Linked DNA regions of Mus musculus: all the other regions are linked to region 3. A link is a contact called in public Hi-C, HiChIP or PLAC-seq and capture Hi-C data. All regions are on one chromosome and are shown on one strand. The core of a region is the stretch at or near the end of the contact, and the rest is flanking DNA. Distances in the headings are between cores, read along the strand shown. Region 1 has its middle 15 kb from the start of Itga8. Region 2 overlaps Prkcq (protein kinase C, theta). Region 3 holds the start of Il15ra (interleukin 15 receptor, alpha chain). Region 4 holds the start of E030013I19Rik (RIKEN cDNA E030013I19 gene).

Region 1 (4,609 bases), core at 1,903-4,402, 610 kb after region 3:
CACAGAGAAGGTGGAGTGTGATTTGTCACCTTTCAAATAAAGGATATCCTAGTGACTTTACAAAACTTATTTTTACTCTATTTATTTGTTCTGTCTCTCTGTCTCTCTCTGTGTCGCTGTCTCTGTGTCTCTGTCTCTGTCTCTCTCCTCTCTCGGTCTCTCTCTGTCTCTCTCTGTCTGTCTCTGTCTCTGTCTCTCTCTCTCTCTCTCTCTCTCTCTCTCTCTCTCTCTCTCTCTCTCTCTGTGGTTGTGGTGGGGGATGTACAGGTTCCACTGCACTGTGTGTAGGTCAGAGGACAAGCGTAGCTATAAGTAGTCTTAACAGCCGAACCTGTTAGTGATCCTGTGTGAGGCTTATAGACAGGTAAACACAATGAAGCTTAAAGTCCTCAGCGATGGGTTATGTGGCTGTTGTCCCCAGGTGTGATATAATGAAACTGGATCCTTTATACCTCTGCAGTTTTCCTCCACAAACATATTACCCCAGTCTAATAGAAAAGAACGCCAGAGATACAAATTAAGAGACATCCTGAAAAGTACATTTTTTCAGAAGTCTCCGGACCATCAGAAAGAGGTGAAGTCTGAAAGCTGTCATGGCGTAGTAGAGGCAGAGGAGACATAATGACTCAAAGCCATGTCTGTTTCTAGGTACCAAGACAGGATCCTCAAACAGAAAAAGAACTGAAGACATCTTAGTAAGATATCAGTTTTGGGAATCACAGCATATTAGCCAGTATTAACAATAATAAACAAGTACTTCATAGTAGGGTAAGATTTTTTTGTTATTGTTTGTTTGGTTTTTGAGACAGGCTTTTTCCCTGGCTGTCCTGGAACTCACTCTATAGACCAGGTTGGTCTTGAACTTAGAGGTCCACCTGCCATTGGCTCCTGAATGGTGGGATTAAAGACATGTACTACCACCACCTGGCATAGTAATATAAGGTCTTAGCAGGTCATACTAGCTGCAAAGTGTTTGTATATATTATGTAGACAGTTGTTTCTCCTTATCTGTGGCAGATTGGTTGCAGAATATCCCACTGCAGGTACATCCCATTCCCCACTGAAATCTGAGTATACTCAAGTTCCTCATGCAAATTAGCATTGCATTTGCATATGACCTATTCCTGTGTGCCTCAGATGCTCTGTAGATTAACCATGATGCTTAACTAAAAACAATGCGAATGCTACATATAAGCCTTATACTCTTATTGTTCATGGGATAATTGTAAGCAAAAGTCTTAAAACATTTGGTACAGATTTTATTTTTTGATTCATTCAACATTCTTTCTCAGACAAGATCTGACTTGCAGTCTTCCTGCCTCAATTCCCCAAGTGTTAAGATAGATTGTAGGTGTGTGCCACCACAGCTAATACAACTTTAATTTTTAGAATATTTTTGTCCTCGGTTTAATGAAATGATACATACAGAGGGTGTGTGTGTGTTGGAAATTTTCTATAAATCTGAAGCTGTGTTTACAACAAACTGTAAAACATCTTTCTTACCACTTCTTTTTACATCATTTTCTGCATAATCCAAAAAGAATTTTGATAACCTCATATTGAAACACAGTTTGGGCTTTGTTTGATTGGTTTGCTTTGCCCCTTCCCCCACCATCTAGCAGGATGCATTCTTACAACCAATATTCTGCCATACACTGGCAGAAGCCTAGAGGTCAAAGAAACCTTTGGGAGGGTCTGCTCCTCTGTCCAGAGCAGCAGGGTCTACGCTCTGTACTAATACACATACACACAGAGTCCCTAGTTGAAGCCTTTCCACAGGAAACAGTACCTGCCTCTCCCTTAGTAGTCAGTTTCTCCCTTCATAGAGAATCCAAAAAATCCATGAAAACATTTGCTTGTAGATGTTTTGGATTAAATGCTCTATTGTCTTTTGTCCTTTGAGTTCTCTGCTTTCTTTTCCCACAGAGAAATTCCCAGATTTTTCTTTTTAAGATGAGGGGACCAAACCAGATGACCCATCTTGGCCCTCTGCCGGTCAGGCTCAAAAACAAAACAAAACAAAAAACAAAACAAAACGAAAGAAGCCAAGCGCCCTGCTGTGGTCTTTAAGCAACACTTCTACCTTTCATTCCTTAGTCCTTGTCAGCTGCACTGTTCCAGTAGCACTCAGAGTAATTGCCCAAACCTCATTCCTCCAGACCTTCAGCATGGGCTCTGGACCAAGGCCTTGCTCCAGCTGTGCTGGCCCCGGGCTTTTTAACTCTTTCCTTCCCTTGAAGCTGGTTCCGGAGTGAGTCAGTGATAGAGGAAAGCAGATGCACTCTCTCCTCACAAGTTCACGAGCTGTGTACAAGGACAGGCAGACAGGCGAGGCACTGAGATCTCAGAAACAGAAAGCGCAGGTGATGCCTCTGTCCATCATGGAGAGCTCACACCCCAGTGGCTGGGTAACAATGATGGCTACTTATTGCCTTGCATGAGCTCTTTCCTTGTATGATTCAGCACAATCCTTGTGACATAGACACTCTTGTTTTCTTCCTGTACTGATACCCAGGGTCATGCAAATGTTCAGTGGTGGAGAGTGAGGGAGGGAGAGAGGGAGGGAGGGAGGGAGGGAGGGAGGGAGACAAAGAGAGAGAGAGAAAGAGAGAGAGAGAGAGATTGAGATTCTAGAACTCAGCTCTCACAATATCAGCTTCTAGTTATTTTTAACAGCAACCTAATTGCTCCTTTGGAGAAATACTATCTCGTTTCTATCTTTGCCGTTGGCCTCTAGAAACCATGTGATGGTTTACATCTATAAAGGGTCATTACAATTCTAAGAGCGATAGCTATTTGTATAAAGGGAGATGGTGCAATTGATATTTACTGGTTGTTTGCCTATCAGTATTCACCAGTCTTTCCTTATTTGTGGCTCATCTCCTGCCACTCACTCACTCATTCCTCCATTACTATCAAGTGGGAAAGACTCACCAGTCAGTCCATGTATAGGCTCTGACTGGTATAAACAAAACAGTTTCTGCCACCCGCTCTTCCATGGACAAAAATCGGCAGGGATGAGATGAGGTTTGAGTCTCAGGCATAGCCAGGCAATGCCTGACAATTAGTCACTGATTGGTCCAGGCTCAGCCAACCGTGGTGGAGAGTGAAGCTTTCTGTCTTCCTGGTTGGGAAAGAGGAAGTCTACTGGGCCAACTGCTGACAGCAGCCATCAGAGCAGAGAAATGGAGAAATGAGCAAACCACAGAAAGATGGCAACACATCAGGGCTTTCATGGGATAGAGAACACCCAGTGTCTGCCTCACTCCCCTCTGGACGTTTCTGACGTATGAGTTATACTTAATGCCTTGTTTAAGTCCCTTTTAGTTGGAGTTTCATTTATATCTATTTCAAATAACTTGTTATTTTTAGGCATATAAACACTAAGCGTTTAAATAGAGTTTTAAAAATAAATTTCACAAGAAAGTTTAAAAAGCATTTTAGACTGAGTTGCTGTCTGTGGCCTGCACACTTAGTCCCAGCATTCAGGCAGCTAAGGATGATGGGAGCTTGTGGCTAACCTAAAATAAGTAGCCAGATTCTCTGAAGGATTTTGTTTGTTTGTTTGTTTGTTTGTTTGTTTGTTTGTTTTTGTTTTTGTTGTTTTTTTAGTCTAGAGGTTTAAAGCAGATATCCAGAGATTACACAAATTTGGGCCTCTAACTTCTGGAGAAGAAGTGAGTGTAGAGTTTGGTGATGCTTTGCTTCCGTGAGTAGCTGGGAGGCAGCTATAACAGATGTGTACTTAATTGGCCTGTGTCATGCTGGTTTCAGACTGTAGCTCACAATTGTCTTGGATTTTGTTGCTAAAAACACTCCTGTTTTTGCCAAATAACCATGCTTTGGAAGCATGCCATGGCAAATGTGGACAGCTTGCTGTAGTGGATGGAGATTTGTGCTTTGCGCAGGACTGAGGGAGACTATTAGATTATCGTAATAAGAGAGGGAAGACCCTGGGATAAACTCATTTGATTTATTGCTCCGTGGTTTTAAATGTACAGCTTCACTTCTGATGGCCAGTAGTGAAGAGGGAAGATGATGGTGATATGTGCTTAGGACTTGAAAATGTGTGGCTGTGTGCATAGCCAGGACATTCTTTCCAAGTCCCTTCTAATGTTCTCCTTAGGTCAGAAGGCCAACGACAATCAAGAAGTAGTTGGGATGTCACAAGCTAAGTTCAAGCTTGACCAAGTTAGAAACATATGGTCTGACCAGGAGCAGCTTTCTAATCTAATCTAGAATACTATGTCTTCAGCTTTCCTGTAACTTTGTGGACCCAAGATGGCTCTGAGGACATAGTTCACAGGCCAGCTTTCTGCTCTGCTATTAGAAAAATAAATAAAAGAGAGAGAGAGAGAGAGAGAGAGAGAGAGAGAGAGAGAGAGAGAGAGAGAAAGGTCAAGGTTGGCTTGGCAGTGGTTAAAACAGAAGCGTTCTGAACTTTCTTGCCCACTTCTGTTTCTTCTAACAGGAACTGCTGTCTGTGACCATTGAAATGTGGGTTGGCACAAGCCATACAGTGTTCTCTTAGGAACAAATGAGATCTGGATCTTGCCAAGGACCAGCCTCTGCTTGGAGAGGGTTCTGAAAAAAAAAAGGGGGGGGGTTG
Region 2 (4,270 bases), core at 165-2,664, 510 kb before region 3:
CGACTCTGCCTCAAAAATAAACAAATACATCCATACTAGCCCTGGAAATGAATACATGAAAACAAATTAGATTCAATAACTGCCTAGGTAGAGGACGTTCATGACCCTCTTTCTAGGGAGCTGCAGTCAGTAAGGCTTCCCTCAGTGTCACCATCCTGCCACAGCAGACCCACCAGTGCTAGAGTGTTCTGTTTGTCTGGCGAATGTGAGGAAGCATATGTGGTGTGTGTAGTCTTGTGTATCTGCACACATGTGGAGGTGCATGCCTATGTAGAAGCCAGGGAAGGACACTGGGTGTCTTGCTCTATTATCTCTGCATCATTGCCTTGAAGCAGGCCTCTCACTCAATGTGGAGCTACCTCGCTAGCCTGGCAACTTGTGAGTCTCTGACATGACAGTGTTGAAGTGATGGACCAAGTGTTTGGCCACAGCCAGAGGGTGCCAGGGATCATAGAAATCAAGTATTCACCCTTACCTGGCCCTTTTCCACTGAGCCATTTCCCCAGGTCCTAGCTAGTGATTTTAGGTTTCAATCATATATATATTCAGTCATAGAAGAAGGGAAGACACTATGAAAGGTATAAAATAAGTCTAAGTGCCCTAACCTGTTGGGAAGAAACCCTTCAGACCAGTGGTTCTTAACCTTCCCAATGCTGTGGCCCTTAGTTCTTCATGTTGTGGTGACCACTAATCATGAAATTATTTCATTTCTACTTCATAACTTTAATTTTGGTACTATTATGAACCATAATGTAAATATCTGATAGACAACCCCCAAAGGGGTTGTGTGGGACTCACAGGTGGAGAACCACTGCCTTGGAACATTTCTTCCTACAAAATATTGTAGAAAATTTTCACCACATTCTTTTCCAATGCCTGAAATTCTCTGCCACCTTAGGACTTTGAAAGGCACGGATCACCTTAAAAACCCAGGTTCCGTGGACATTCCACGACACCTTAGCCTGGTTTAGTCAATGAGCAGAAACTGGACATTTTTTTAATTTTAAACTTTAAATTTGCCTTATTTGAGTTAAATATTTCTTGATCAGATATCTAACCACATTGGACATAATTTTGTGTATAGAGAGGAAAGAGGGATAAAAGGAGAAGATGCTAGCTAGCCCTCAGAAGACCTGTCTGTTGGAGAAGAAAGCAAACAGGGCTCGGTGAGAGCAGGTTGAGTAATGGCCGGTGCCTGAAGAATCCAGACAAGGCTGGGAAGCTCAGGGGAACTTCTGCAACCCCAGCAGCTTTCAGATTGTTTAACGTATGACTCAGAAAAAAAAAAATCTCATACATTCTCACTGCCGCAAAATCATGGTTAAGAAAAACAAAGGCACCATTAGACAGCGTAGAAGCAGCATGGCCACCCTCTCTGCTAGACCCACACATCCTTGAGTGCTCCCCTTGGGTCCTCTAGAAGGGCTCAAAGCACACGTGACTCTCTTTTTCTACCCTGGATTCTTTTGTTACTACATAGCGCCTGGGTCTTGGTAGTGGGCAGTGAATGCCAGCTCCTAGGTGAATCTTCTCTTACCTAAGCCGACAGCTGTAATCCTTATTCATAAGGTTCATCTCTGCTTTCACTTTTGATCCTTAACCTTTTATTGCCTATGGCTGAATTATTTCACAGCTAGGAAAATGAGCAGCAGAATGCTTGAGAATGGCTTAGTGAATTCCAACTCATAAATAAAGCTCAGACAGAAAAGCTTTCGCTTTCTGTTCTCCTTTGACCTTCAGCCTGTGTCACCTCCAGAGGCAGTTTTGCCCTGCTGTGCGGTTATGGTCATTTATGCTTGTAATCTACTCTGCAAATACTTCCTGGGAAAGGAACCACAGTCGTTGGTTTCTACACGGAGTTTTTCTTGCCCTCTTTTCTTACACCCTAAAGATACAATCCACCTCTTGAGAAATTCCTCAGGTCTTTGCACGCAAAGATGAAGGTAGCTCCAGACTCCACAGCTTCAATTTAACAAGTCTTGTTTTCCTTCCTGCATCAAGGTGAGGATTCTCCCACAGAGACAAGTTAATACCTTCTTCCAATGAGCAGTGATTGCCTCCAGCATCTTGAAACAAAGCCAATGTAGAAAGTTTTTCTGATCTTCACTTCCCGCCCAGAGCGTTTCCTGCTACAGCATCAGCTGTGTTGCTTACCCGGTATCCGCTATCTCCCTTTTCTGGTTGTATTTTATCTAAATCATCTTCACTCTAGTTGAGCTAAGGCGGTGTGGTTTTGCAAATTAAATCAGTTGTGGGTTTCTGCATATGTCTCCTCCCTGTGTTTACTAAGCTTTTTTTTTTTTTTAATTTTATTTTAAAAATATTGTATGTCTGTTTTTATCTTAGCAGCTGTGAAGGGAGGTTTGTTGGACTCAGGGCTCTTTTCAACCAAATCCCAGGCAATTTAGAAGGATGTGCTTGTAAGAAACAGGAATAAATGCTGTTGTGAGAGTGTCCCTTAAATATTGATGGAGTGAATTCCCTTTAAAATTTAAGTACATGCGTGAGAGATTATCTTGCACATACTTAAAAGAGTTCATGAGTCTAGATTTACACCTTTGTTTGGAGGCAAAGTCTGACATGTTCTTCCTTGCTGTTTTTCTGCGTGGTGCAGGCCAGATGGCCCCCAGGCCTCGCCTGTGTGCACCTCTTGTCTCTTCTTACCTCAAAAAATTCTGGGATTGCAGGTGCATGCAGCTGCCTAAGGGTTTTTTTTTTGTTTTTGTTTTTGTTTTGTTTTGTTTTGTTTTGTTTTGTTTTTTGGGTTTTTTTTTTTTCATAGTTTCTCCCGAAACTATGAAAAACTATGATCCACAGTTGAAACATCAGGTTTATGTGGCAGGTTGTTTTACCCACTGAGCCATCTCAACGCCTCCCCCCCCCCCCCCAAAAAAAAGGCAATTTTTAAGGAAGACAAGTCACACGGTCAGTGTAGAAAAGGAACAGGCCACATAAAAAGGCAGTTTGCTTTAGCTCCATCATTACGATCTGGGGAAACACATATGACATTCTCACCCTAACAGATTGGTCCTGGTGATTACTGAATGCAGTAGATAAAACAAGATTAAATACATGTGCAGAATTTGTAACATGGACACAGTGAGGGAGGCGAAGGACTCATGGGTGGTTCTAGTATTTCTAGCTGGGAAGATTTAGTAGGCCATGATGCTACTGCTGAAGACAAGACCTAGAAGAGAAACGTAGGTGTCTGAGGAAAGGCAGAAATCCTATCTGGCTTGGCTATGCATGTGAGACTGTGAACCGCTTGGGTAAGATGCACAGTTGAAATTTTGAGAATGAAAGAAGTGCATATATATATATATATATATATATATATATATATGTATTGTCCAGGAAAGAAGTGCTTGTCAAAGTTGATCACGGTGTTGCACATGCCATCAAGACAGAGACAGACAATTTCGATTGGCCAAAATGTTTTTTTAGAAAAGAAGGGAGTAAAGGAAAGCCCAGATGGGTTCCATAAAGCCACTGAGGAGACAGGACCAACTGCAGACAGAGCACAGTCTGTGGTGAGGCCAGCAGGCAGCAATGGCAGGTGTGATTGATACTGGGGGGAGGGGGAAGCAAGGGTTTGTCCTTAGTAGTTGGTCCTCTCAGAGCACAGGATGGCTAGTGTGGGCCATGTGAAAAAACCAGCAGAGGGGGATGGGAGGGAGTGACTGGAAGAGAAGGTCACAGAGATGGCCTAGGAAACTTACTGGCAAAGGGTAGGGGTAACGCCACCCTGTGGGAGAAACATGTCAGAAGTTGGTTGTTGAAAATGCAAGCCCTGCATTGTGCCTGTCAGTGGAAGTAGGGGTGACAGAAATCACAAGAATGACAGGGGCCAAGTGAAAGACCGGCAGTGGAGGCATAGCCAGGGGAAGGATCAGGTGGTGTGTGGAGCCTTCCTTGGAGTGAGGTAGCTGGAGAGAGCCAAGAGGAGAGGAAGCTGAGTGAACTCGCGTCTTGTGGCTTTCATTTTCTCTTCAAAGCAGAAAAGCTCACCTGCCTAGGGTGGAGAAGGAACATCAATGGTTTGGGAAATTAAAGAAAAACAACTGTGAGACCGCCCATCTAGGAAATTCAAAAGGCAACACATCAAGATGAGATTTTAAAGAAAGATTATAGGCAAATCCAGTAACAAACAAACCAACCAACCAACAAACAAACACACACACACATAGGCTTAGATTAGATATTCAGGGTTGTTTTTGCAATTTTGGTAGAAAGATATTTTAACAGCATTTTCCACTTAACCTTTGTCTGT
Region 3 (4,854 bases), core at 1,605-4,104:
TGTTAATTATTTTCATTTTAATGTATCACCCGCACGTACATGCTTGAATATTTAGGGACAACATAAGATGGCATTCATGTTGGCCTCAGTTGGAGACATTGTTCTGTCCCTGCTTGGATAAAATAGTAGACTTCCTGTGGTCACCATCTGGATGGATGATGAGTGGGTGTGTTTAACTGTCTTGTTTTGTTTGTCTTCTTTTATTTTTGAGGCAGGGTGTCATGCAGTCCAGGCTGGCCTCCAATTCTCTGAATCTGAAGCTAACCTTGAACTCCTGATTCTCTCATCTCTAGCTCCCAGTGCTAAGCTCATGCGCATGTGCCACCATGCCAGGTTTATGCAGTATGGAGGATAAGAATTCGGGGACCCATACATGCTGGGCAAACATTCTACCAACTGAAGTATAACCACAGCCTTTTTTATTTTGTTTTAGATTTTTTTAGACAGAACTTGAGGCAGGTTAGAAAGACAAGCAAAATTAAGGGAACACAAGAAGGAGCCCCACACTGGTTAAAGCTTTACCATCTAGGAAGCAAGAATTCCAACCCAAATGAGATCTTATGTAAATGTTACTGACATAGAAATATCATTCCTTTCATGTATAGATATGTTATATTAAAGTAACAATGACCTTGGCTTAAGGCTTGAGAGAGTGTGTGTGTGTGAGTGACCTGGGGTGAGGACTCATTTCTGCCCTGGACATTGTGGGAGAATCCCCAAAAGACTGTTAGCATTGTGTAGTAAGGGTGTCTTGTCTTCCGATGGTCTAAACCATACTTATCAATAAGGTCCTCAACTTCTCTCGGAAGAACATAGCTTCAACATCCAATAAAACTCTCCATGTGACCATTGTAAAGGCAGTGAAATGTGACTCCCTCTTAGAGAACCCCACACCCATCCCTGTTCTAAGGTGTGCTTTAACTCTCTAAGCTCCTCCTCTGAACCCTGAATTTAAAATATCTTTATTATATTTAATCCTGTGCCACATTGTCCAGTCCTGGCACTTTTTCTACATTGAAGCCACAAATTTCAGTTTGGTTTCAAAAAATTAAGGGCACTTATTGAGTTGCTGAGGGTGACACTAGGAAACTATGTTGCTGTCCCCACACAGCACACACAGAACCTCATGTGACCCGAGCTGGCAATGAAGTTGCTGTGTAGTAAGTCTGGCTTCTAGTCCTCTCGACTCTGCCTCCTATGAGCTGGGACTCAGGAGTGTGTACCACCATGCCTGGCTACCTCTCCTTTTTTGATATTTGAAAATGTCCATCATAAAAGGAGTGTTTCTAAGTTTGAAGCACATAAAATGTTGGCATTCATTATACTTTTTAAAAAACGTGTGTGAATGCTGACTATACATTTGTCTGTGTACTGTGTGCATGCAATGCCCAAAGATGAGGGAGCTGGATCCCCTGAAACCAGAATTATGGACAGTGATGAGCACCATGTGAGTGTTGGAACCCAGTACCTTTGGAAGAGCATACAGTTCTCTCTCTCTCTCTCTCTCTCTCTCTCTCTCTCTCTCTCTCTCTCTCTCTCCATCCAGTACTCTTAACCGCTGAGCTATCTCTCCAGGTTTTTCATTGACTATAAGAGACTGGAATATGTGGTTTCTGATCCTCTCTCTGAATTTTTATTGTGTGTATTTCATATTTATTGTGCCAATCTTAAGACTCTTTAGGGAAGAGGGTCAAGTATAGAGCTCACTGTTGTCCACCATGCCTAGGGGATGGGTGACTTCAATCACACGTCATTCCATTCTTTCCAAACAGAATCAGCATGCGTTCTCTCAGTAGCTTCATTATGGTGCCAGATTGTATTTAGGGACCTATAGACTGAAAGGCAGGCGTGTCTGTCTTCTTACGCCACATCTACATATTTAAGGGCGTTTCTGACTGAGCACTCATGTCCGTCTGTCCCCCCACCCCTTCCCCAGATCTGGTCCTCCACAGTATGGGACTTAAAATTCCAGTAAAGTTTTTTTTGTTTGTTTGTTTTTTGTTTTTAATTAATCCACACACTTAGAAGGGGATGTCTTTCTTAGACTCTGAAGAGTTGTGTATTGACTAAAGAAATTATATGTGAGGTACAAAGATGAATAATGTACCTTCCTTCTTTCTTCCTCCTCCTCTTCCTTTCCTCTTCTTCTCTCCCCTCCCCCTCTCCTCCCTCCTCTTTCTCCTCTTCTCCTTTTCCTTCTCTATATCTTTTTCTCTCCCCCTCTTCCTCTTCCCTGTCTTTCCTCCTTTTTCTATTCTTTCCCCTCCCTCTCCTCTTCACCCCTTCTTCCATTTCAAACACTTGGCACTTTCTTGAGTTGGAAAGGTACAGCCGGAAGAAGGCAAAGTGTCCAAGGCCTGGCCACTGCCAGCACCACTGCAGGCAGGCAGCCAGGAGCAGCTGTGTGGAAGCCAGGAGCAGCTTGGAGCCCGAGTGCACCAGGAAAGTGACCCGGGTGTAGAATCGTCCGCCCAGAACTTCCCGTTGGCTGCACTGGGGCGACACCTATGCAGTCGCCCAAGGACACAGAGCACGGACAGTCAAGCTCAGGGCTACTTAGAGGGAAACTCTGAAAGTTGAAATCTGAAGGTCAGCAGCCAGGACAGATGACAAGTGAACAAGGCTGAAGTCAGGTGTGGGCGCAGAGTGGATTCAAAGGAGTTTGCCTCTGCAGGGAAGACAGCATTAAGGAATGAAAAGGGAGATCGCCGGCTTCTACGGGTGAGGGCCCCCGCGCGCGCTTCGGGGGACAGGAGCAGCCCAACTGGGGAGGGGGCGTCACTGCAGGCTGCCGGGGCTTCTTCCAAAGCAGGGGTGGGGATGCTGAGTCACAGATCTGTCACCACTTCGCACCTCTCTGCAATCCGGGGGCTAAAGCAAAAGCGAAAGCGAATACTCCTTAGCAGCGGTCTGGTCCTGGAGCTGAGCTCGCCACCTCCCAGGGACCCCAGCCTTGCGTCCCGTTGGGTCACTGCTGGGGACAATTGGCCATGGCCTCGCCGCAGCTCCGGGGCTATGGAGTCCAGGCCATTCCTGTGTTGCTGCTGCTGCTGTTGCTACTGTTGCTCCCGCTGAGGGTGACGCCGGGTAGGGAGCATCATGCGCCGGAACAGGGGAGCAGAGGGGGACCCCAACGCCCAGCTGAACTTGATTCGTGTGTGTGTGTGTGTGTGGGGGTCACATCTTCTGGGAACTGAGCCAGGAGTCCAGCTGAGAGGATCGCAGTGGGTCTGGGGGTGATGGAGGGAGCTGGGTGGGGGTGGGGGGACACGTGGAGGGAGCCTGGGAGAGCGCAGATAAGAGAGTGGCCCCTTGCCCTGCTCTAGACTGGCTCCCGGACCATACGTGCAAGGGAGTTGAGCGATCCCACCGGCGTTTCGGCGACTTAGGGAGAGCAGGTCTGACAAGTTCGATAAGACTTAAAGAACTTAGAGAAATGTGTGAGTGTGCCTCTGCCAGCCCACCTGGCGCAGCTGTGGGGTGTCGCGCCTGTGGGGTTCCAGGAGGGGCTTGAGGAAAAACCACCCTTCATGACTTTCAGGTCAAAGTAAATTAGATGGAAGGCACTGGGCAAAGTACTGCGCTCCGCGGGAGGAAAAACAAAACAAAACAAACAAACAAACAAACAAAAACCACGTGTGGAGCAGGCAGGTTGCGCATCTGAACGCTACAAAACAGGTCCAGGTTCTCAAGCGCACTGGCAACTTGGGGCCCGGACGATTGGAGAGGAGGAGAGACTGTTTTCCCATGGAAGAAGGGGTGTCACATGTTCCAGAATGTGTCGTCTAGATCTAATCTCGGGAAGAATGAATTGAGACTCCTAGTTTTGTTCCAATAGGTCTAGAAGGAAAGAGCGAGAACAGTTGGGTCTAGCAACGTCCGGACCCAGGATGTCGCATCTTTTTATAAACATGAAATTCTTCAGAGTCTGTTAAAAAAATCTACGTACTCCCTGCACAGAAATGTGTGTGAAAGCACATGCTTGCAAATGTGCACAGGATTTGGGGACCGAGGACAATGACGTCATCCATGGACTTTCCTGCAAGTTAGCAATTCCTTAGCCCTGAGTGTGTTTTAAAGCAAGATTTCCCAGTGATGGGCGTCTGACTCAGTCTCCTTGGAACTTGGTCATAGTTATCCCACACAGACTTGAGCCTGGGGTTGGCTCTGTAGGGGTGTTACGGGGCTTCATTTATTCTTGGGTCCCCACCCTCCATCTGTAAAGCTGGAGTGTGTTGGTAAATTCCTCTTAACTGGATAGCAAAGAATGGTCCTGAGATTTCAGAAATAGCCTGCAGATATTCCAAATAGTCTGAAAGTGAATGTGGTTTCAGTCCAGCTCAGCTTAGAGGAAGCACCTCCTTGCCTAAAGTTCGGGCTCCACTGGTGCCATCAACTGGCACCTGAATCTTGGTTTTAAGAACAGCCTTATTGGGTCATAACTGACTCCAGGAAAACTGCAAATATTTAAGTTGTATGTTTCTTTGTGTTTCAGGATGAAAGTTACACTCTTGAAACTATCACCAAACCAAAGCAGGGTTACACCCATAACTAAGAAGTTCCCTGTGTCCTCCAAAATTCTTATCTCCTGCTCAACTCAGCAACAATTTAACTTTTTTTCCTTTGGATTTGTTGCACTTTCTAGTATTTTCTATAAGTGGAGTTATAAAGCACGCTACTCTTTCTTGTGTGGCTTATTTAGCTCAATCATTATTCTTTGTTCATGTTGTAATTGCATCAACAGTGAACTAGCACCCAGTGTAATGGAGTATTTTTATAATCCCAGCACTCTGAAGGCTGAGGCAGGAGGATTTCTAGTTAAAAGATAGTCTGGGCTATGTACTAAGACCTAAA
Region 4 (4,563 bases), core at 509-3,008, 600 kb after region 3:
CAAGCACACGCCGTGGCCTAGCTTTGACATGGAACTGTGGATTGTAGCCAGCTCTTTCCCCACTGAGCACCCCCCTGCACCACCACCACCACCACCACCACCCCCGTCCCAGGAACTTATTCTGATGTAGAGATCAGTAAGGATCAAAACGCCACTGTTTTATTCACAAACGATTTAAAAGTTCCAGTTGCTAAATGTGAATGTAAATAAAGTAAAGCCTTATAAATCTGTTTTCAAATAACTGAACCATTAATAAAATAACAAACAAGATAGTATGACAATGGATGGGCATGGAAATATAAATTCAAAATGTTTTTTATGAAATGTTTTTCTAATTGGGTCATAATTCAAGGTAAAGATTGCATAATTTTTCTTCAAAATGATTTCCATATTGATAGTCCCTCTCAACAGAAATGACACAGATTAACGTCATGGGTACATACCACCCAATCAATTTTTTCAAAATTCTGTGAAAATGCACATTTACATAAATCCTAGATGCATAAGTTAGATAACCACAGGACCACAGGGAAAGTAAGAACAATGTCCTAAAGTATGACGTGTACAAGGAATCTTAATTTATTGCCCATCACGCCGTCATTTGACCTGACATATTTGCATCTTTGAAAAAAAAGAGGGTATTCTCTAATAATATATGTTATTTGAATGCTAACATTTGGGTGCTACAAGCTAAAACACCGAGTGATGGTGTTTTCAAAACACCCCTTTTAAATTATTTTCTTAGGATCCAAGTTAAAAACAGCAGATGAAATGGTATTTTCCCTTTAATTAAATAAGAAACATCTGTCTGGGGGATTTTTGGAAATGAATATAATCCATCCACACTCTGCCTGTAGTATTTTGCATCTAATGTCCAGTATTTTGAAAGAAAATTCTTTCTGTAAAGAATTAGAATGTCAAGCACCCCAGGTTGCAGTCTGGATCTACTACAGGGCAAGTCTCACCTCCGGACTTGGGAACTAGAGAATTACAAATACTCCAAGCGAGTCCTTTATCAGTCTCCACCTCTATATTTGAGGACCAACCCGATTCTCTATAGTGTAGGTTATTTTGTAACTCTGGCCGGCCTCGAACTCACAGACACCAGCCTGCCTCTGCCAACCAAGTATTAAGCCTGTGCTCCCCTCCCCTCACAGCTGTGGGTTTCTACTGGTCCCAAGCACCTCCTCCCCTAGTGTTCACCTCTGAACAGTAGGGAAACGGATGTTACCAGATGCATCCAAACACTCAGATTTACATTAGGAGGGGGGGAAAGAACACTAAATTGCCGCGAGGAATGGCTCTGGTTCTTTTCAACCAGGGGCCACACTACAGGTTAGCATCACTTACTGGTGGTGTCAAACGGTATCTGCTTGCACTGTGCAGACCTCTCTGAGGGCCAGGGACAGTAGTAGACAGCTCCCCCTTCTACGATATCCGGCTGGCTAGTGTTGGCTTTGGGTGCCCCCACTAAGACACTGGCTCTGCAAAGAGATTGGAGAAAGTCACTCCTCTGGGAACATTTACCCGTGTGCCCAGTCTGTAGAAGCATGCCCACCGGACTGCGGCAGCAGCGGCAGGCACAAACAGGTTTATTGTGGAAAGACTGCCAAACTTGATTTCCTCTTTGGAAGCCTATGAGCACCAGAAACCTGGTTTTGGAAGAGGCTGCTAATGGTTCTGCCTGTCTAGGTGGAGGTAGGTGGAGACTGTGATGGGGAAGGCAGATCCCAACTGTCTGCAACCTAAGGCGCTATGAGATTCCGTAGGAACAGACTGCGCGGTCCTTATTTTAAAACTGACCTGAGTCTGTCCCGCCCCACTCTCTCCTTTGTATAATGCTCTTGTCTTTGAATCCGAACTTATATACCAGTGGAGCATCTCCAATCCCAGATTCATGGGCACATCTATTTAGCATAAGTCAGGAGGAAAGATGTTGGTAGCAGGCAAAGAGCAGAATCCGACCCGGAGTGGGCAGTTGCCTGAAATATCAGACATCCTTTCCTCCTGGCTGCGGAGACCTCTGAGAGACAGAGACAGGACCTGGAATCGCGCGCCACCAAGCCACCAACCCAACCCAGCAACTTACGTGCGCGCATCAGGTATGTAGAAGTCCAGTGAGTAGCCGAAGTAGCTGCCCTCGGGGCCACTGTACACAGTGAGCTTGTCCACATCCAAGTTGAACGCCAGACACGCAGGGGACCACAGCATCCCCAGCGCGGCCGAGACGCAACAGAGACGCGCGAACGGAGGTGCCCGGTTCCCCGGGGGACCACAGTGGGTTCCCGCAGACATCGCCCTCCTTCCCGAACGCTGTTCACCCGGGATCGGGAGCCGTGGAGCCCAGAGGAGAAGGCCTGACGCTCCCCAGAGGCCGGTGTCCCGGGTCGGTGAGCTAGGAGCGTCCACAGTGACAGTCCTCTCGCCCTGTGCGGCCCGCCGACCCCGCTGCTCTGGGCTTGCAGCAGCGGATCCCGCGCTCGACCCTCTCCAGCCCCTGGCTGGGGCCGGCGCGCTCTTCGCGCCCTCTAGCGGCTAGTTCTCAGGCTGCAGGACGGAGCTTGCGGTCTAGGACCGGGCAAGTGCCTGTTGAGCCCGCTAGATTTCGAGTCTCTAGTTTAAGGACCATCTAAATTTTATGGATGTCACCTCAAGTCATTGTTTTGGAGAAGCGGTGTTCCATATGCGGCGAGAATTTAATGATTTCCCAATATTGCGCAGCTCGGATACAAGCATACAAAAGAGTATACCAACTCCAGAAAAGAGTGGTTATATGGCTGTCACCTCTACCTTTGAGGGTAAATCAGTTTCTTCCTCAGTAAATGGGATTTGATAATGGAATGTAAGAACCCTCTTCCTCTCCTATTCCGCTGACATACTAATACAAAAATCCTGTAGGTTTTCTCAGTCTTTCTCAAGGGCATCTCTGGCACATTGTATGATTTGGTATAAACCTCTATCCTATGAGGTTGTGATGAAGGACTGCAAAGTCAGAAATGCTGCAGTTAACAGTTTTCAAAAGCAGGGCTTGGGAGTGAAAGTTTGAGACAACAGGATCTCTTCCTCACCAGTACTAGTTGTTGATCTTTCGAGGAGCCCGAAGGTGAAGGGAGCAGACTAGAACTGTGTGTATAAATGGTTTTTTATAAATACAAACTTTTCAGGACATAGATTGGTGATAAAAAAAACAACATGACTCTGAGGTCACACAGAATTTAAGTGTAGGCAAAGAAGTGTGGGACATGGTGACACATACCTGAAATCCCAACACTGTTTTGTTTGGGGGCAGGGGCTGTAATAAGAGGATCTTTTGTTGGACAGCCTGGGCTAACCTAACAAGTTCAAGACTAGCCTGAGAAGGCTGTGTTAAATATATATATATATATATATATATATATATATATATATATATATACACACACACACGTGTGTGTGTGTGTGAGAGAGAGACAGAGACAGAGACAGAGACAGAGAGACAGAGAGAGAGACAGAGAAGGGGCAAGCTGTTTCTGGGTAATTTCAGGAAAGTTGGAAACAAATTTAGATGTAGACAAGAATTTGAATAGGAGACTTAGATTTGGACCTCCCGGAAGCAGATGAGGGAAACACTGAAGGCACTAATCTCCTAGCATTAGATGACCATGTACAAGATCGTAGTGAAAAGGAGTATCCAAGGAGTGGTCTGAAATAGGGCTGGATGGATCCTGAGACCAGGGATCCAGGCAAAAGTAGCCAAAGCAGAAATATGATAGGCACCAGAGATTCAAATGTCCAGTGGCAAGTCATCTGAATAAAAAGAAAGCAGGGATGGACAAGGGAATCCCAACCTGGTTGACAAGACAAAAGGAGAAAAGGGCCATGAAAGTTAAGGAAAAGGCTGAGATTGGGGGAGGATGCACAGCAGAAAGGATCTAAGCTGAGTCTTAAGTTACCTACTTAGGAGAAAATAAGTGAAGTGAGTGGATGAATAAGATGCCAACTTACTCATCTAAGAATAATTAGTACCACTTCCTACAACTGGGGGACCCATCAGAAGGTTGATACAATTTGAGTAGACTAGACAAAAATCTCAGCCTACTAGGAAAAAAAAAATGGTTTCTCATCCATTTTCCTTCATAACCCACTCTGTAGAGTAATTTCAATTTTGTGTTTCTACTTGTCCCTATTTAAAAATCAAAACAAGCAGTCTGTCACAAGGCTCCCTGTCAAGCCATCACATCATCATTTCCTAATTACATTGCCCAATACGAGGCATAAGAGCTTACAAGTAGGTGGTAGACCAGTTGACTGGTTTTCCTTCTCTATCCTAAAGTCAATTTGTGCTGGACACAGAGTTTGCCACTTTGATTAAGATATTGCTAAGAATAAAAGTCAAACTCCCCACATGAGCTTGAATGAGTAATTCACACACAATACACACATGGGACGCCTCAGAGCTGTCACCGAGGCTGGGGATTAACTACAACATGGGAATGTCCTGACACCAGTGTACTGTAATTTTGAAAGCTGTCATACTGCAGGAAAGTCTTAATTTATGTTGACTGTCTAAGAGGGTATAAAGTG

What was found. A called contact is a pair of places that touch in the nucleus more often than the background predicts. HiChIP or PLAC-seq counts read pairs in DNA pulled down with a chosen protein or histone mark. Capture Hi-C pulls out chosen DNA fragments and counts their contacts.
Region 1: a Hi-C map of the N1E-115 cell line shows a contact between it and region 3, with 2.8 times the contacts expected there. The contact joins the enhancer-like site here to the promoter of Il15ra in region 3. A contact is called at or near these places in 4 of 39 promoter capture datasets (the 3T3-L1 cell line, the C10 cell line, pre-B cells and 1 more), 1 of 484 Hi-C or Micro-C datasets (the N1E-115 cell line) and 1 of 115 datasets of contacts at active chromatin or transcription factors (large pre-B cells).
Region 2: a contact with region 3 is called in an H3K4me3 HiChIP or PLAC-seq map of bone marrow-derived macrophages, with 4 times the contacts expected there. The contact joins the enhancer-like site here to the promoter of Il15ra in region 3. A contact is called at or near these places in 6 of 115 datasets of contacts at active chromatin or transcription factors (the 230-238 cell line, bone marrow-derived macrophages, double positive thymocytes and 3 more).
Region 4: a contact with region 3 is called in a capture Hi-C map of embryonic stem cells, with 2.2 times the contacts expected there. The contact joins the promoter of E030013I19Rik here to the promoter of Il15ra in region 3. A contact is called at or near these places in 1 of 39 promoter capture datasets (the C10 cell line), 1 of 484 Hi-C or Micro-C datasets (embryonic stem cells) and 1 of 9 other capture datasets (embryonic stem cells).

Annotation. Positions count from the first base shown.
Region 1 is chr2:12,314,404-12,319,012 of GRCm38.p6, forward strand. No RefSeq gene overlaps it. Among named protein-coding and RNA genes, the nearest start is that of Itga8, 15 kb to the left of the region's middle. Within about 2 kb of position 3,153, at least 100 of the 459 cell types and tissues checked have an H3K27ac peak or open chromatin away from gene starts, as enhancers often do. A contact at or near this core is called in the N1E-115 cell line, where this site is marked.
Region 2 is chr2:11,191,232-11,195,501 of GRCm38.p6, forward strand. The region is part of intron 1 of Prkcq (protein kinase C, theta); the gene reads left to right. Among named protein-coding and RNA genes, the nearest start is that of Prkcq, 21 kb to the left of the region's middle. Within about 2 kb of position 1,415, at least 114 of the 459 cell types and tissues checked have an H3K27ac peak or open chromatin away from gene starts, as enhancers often do. A contact at or near this core is called in the 230-238 cell line, bone marrow-derived macrophages, double positive thymocytes and 2 more, where this site is marked.
Region 3 is chr2:11,702,858-11,707,711 of GRCm38.p6, forward strand. It overlaps Il15ra (interleukin 15 receptor, alpha chain), which reads left to right and starts at 2,855. Exons shown (of 7, transcript NM_008358.2): 1 at 2,855-3,087. The coding sequence starts at 2,991.
Region 4 is chr2:12,299,488-12,304,050 of GRCm38.p6, forward strand. It overlaps E030013I19Rik (RIKEN cDNA E030013I19 gene), which reads left to right and starts at 1,759. Exons shown (of 2, transcript NR_040353.1): 1 at 1,759-2,102. Itga8 (integrin alpha 8) reads right to left here and starts at 2,457. Exons shown (of 30, transcript NM_001001309.3): 1 at 2,090-2,457; 2 at 1,351-1,484. The coding sequence starts at 2,295.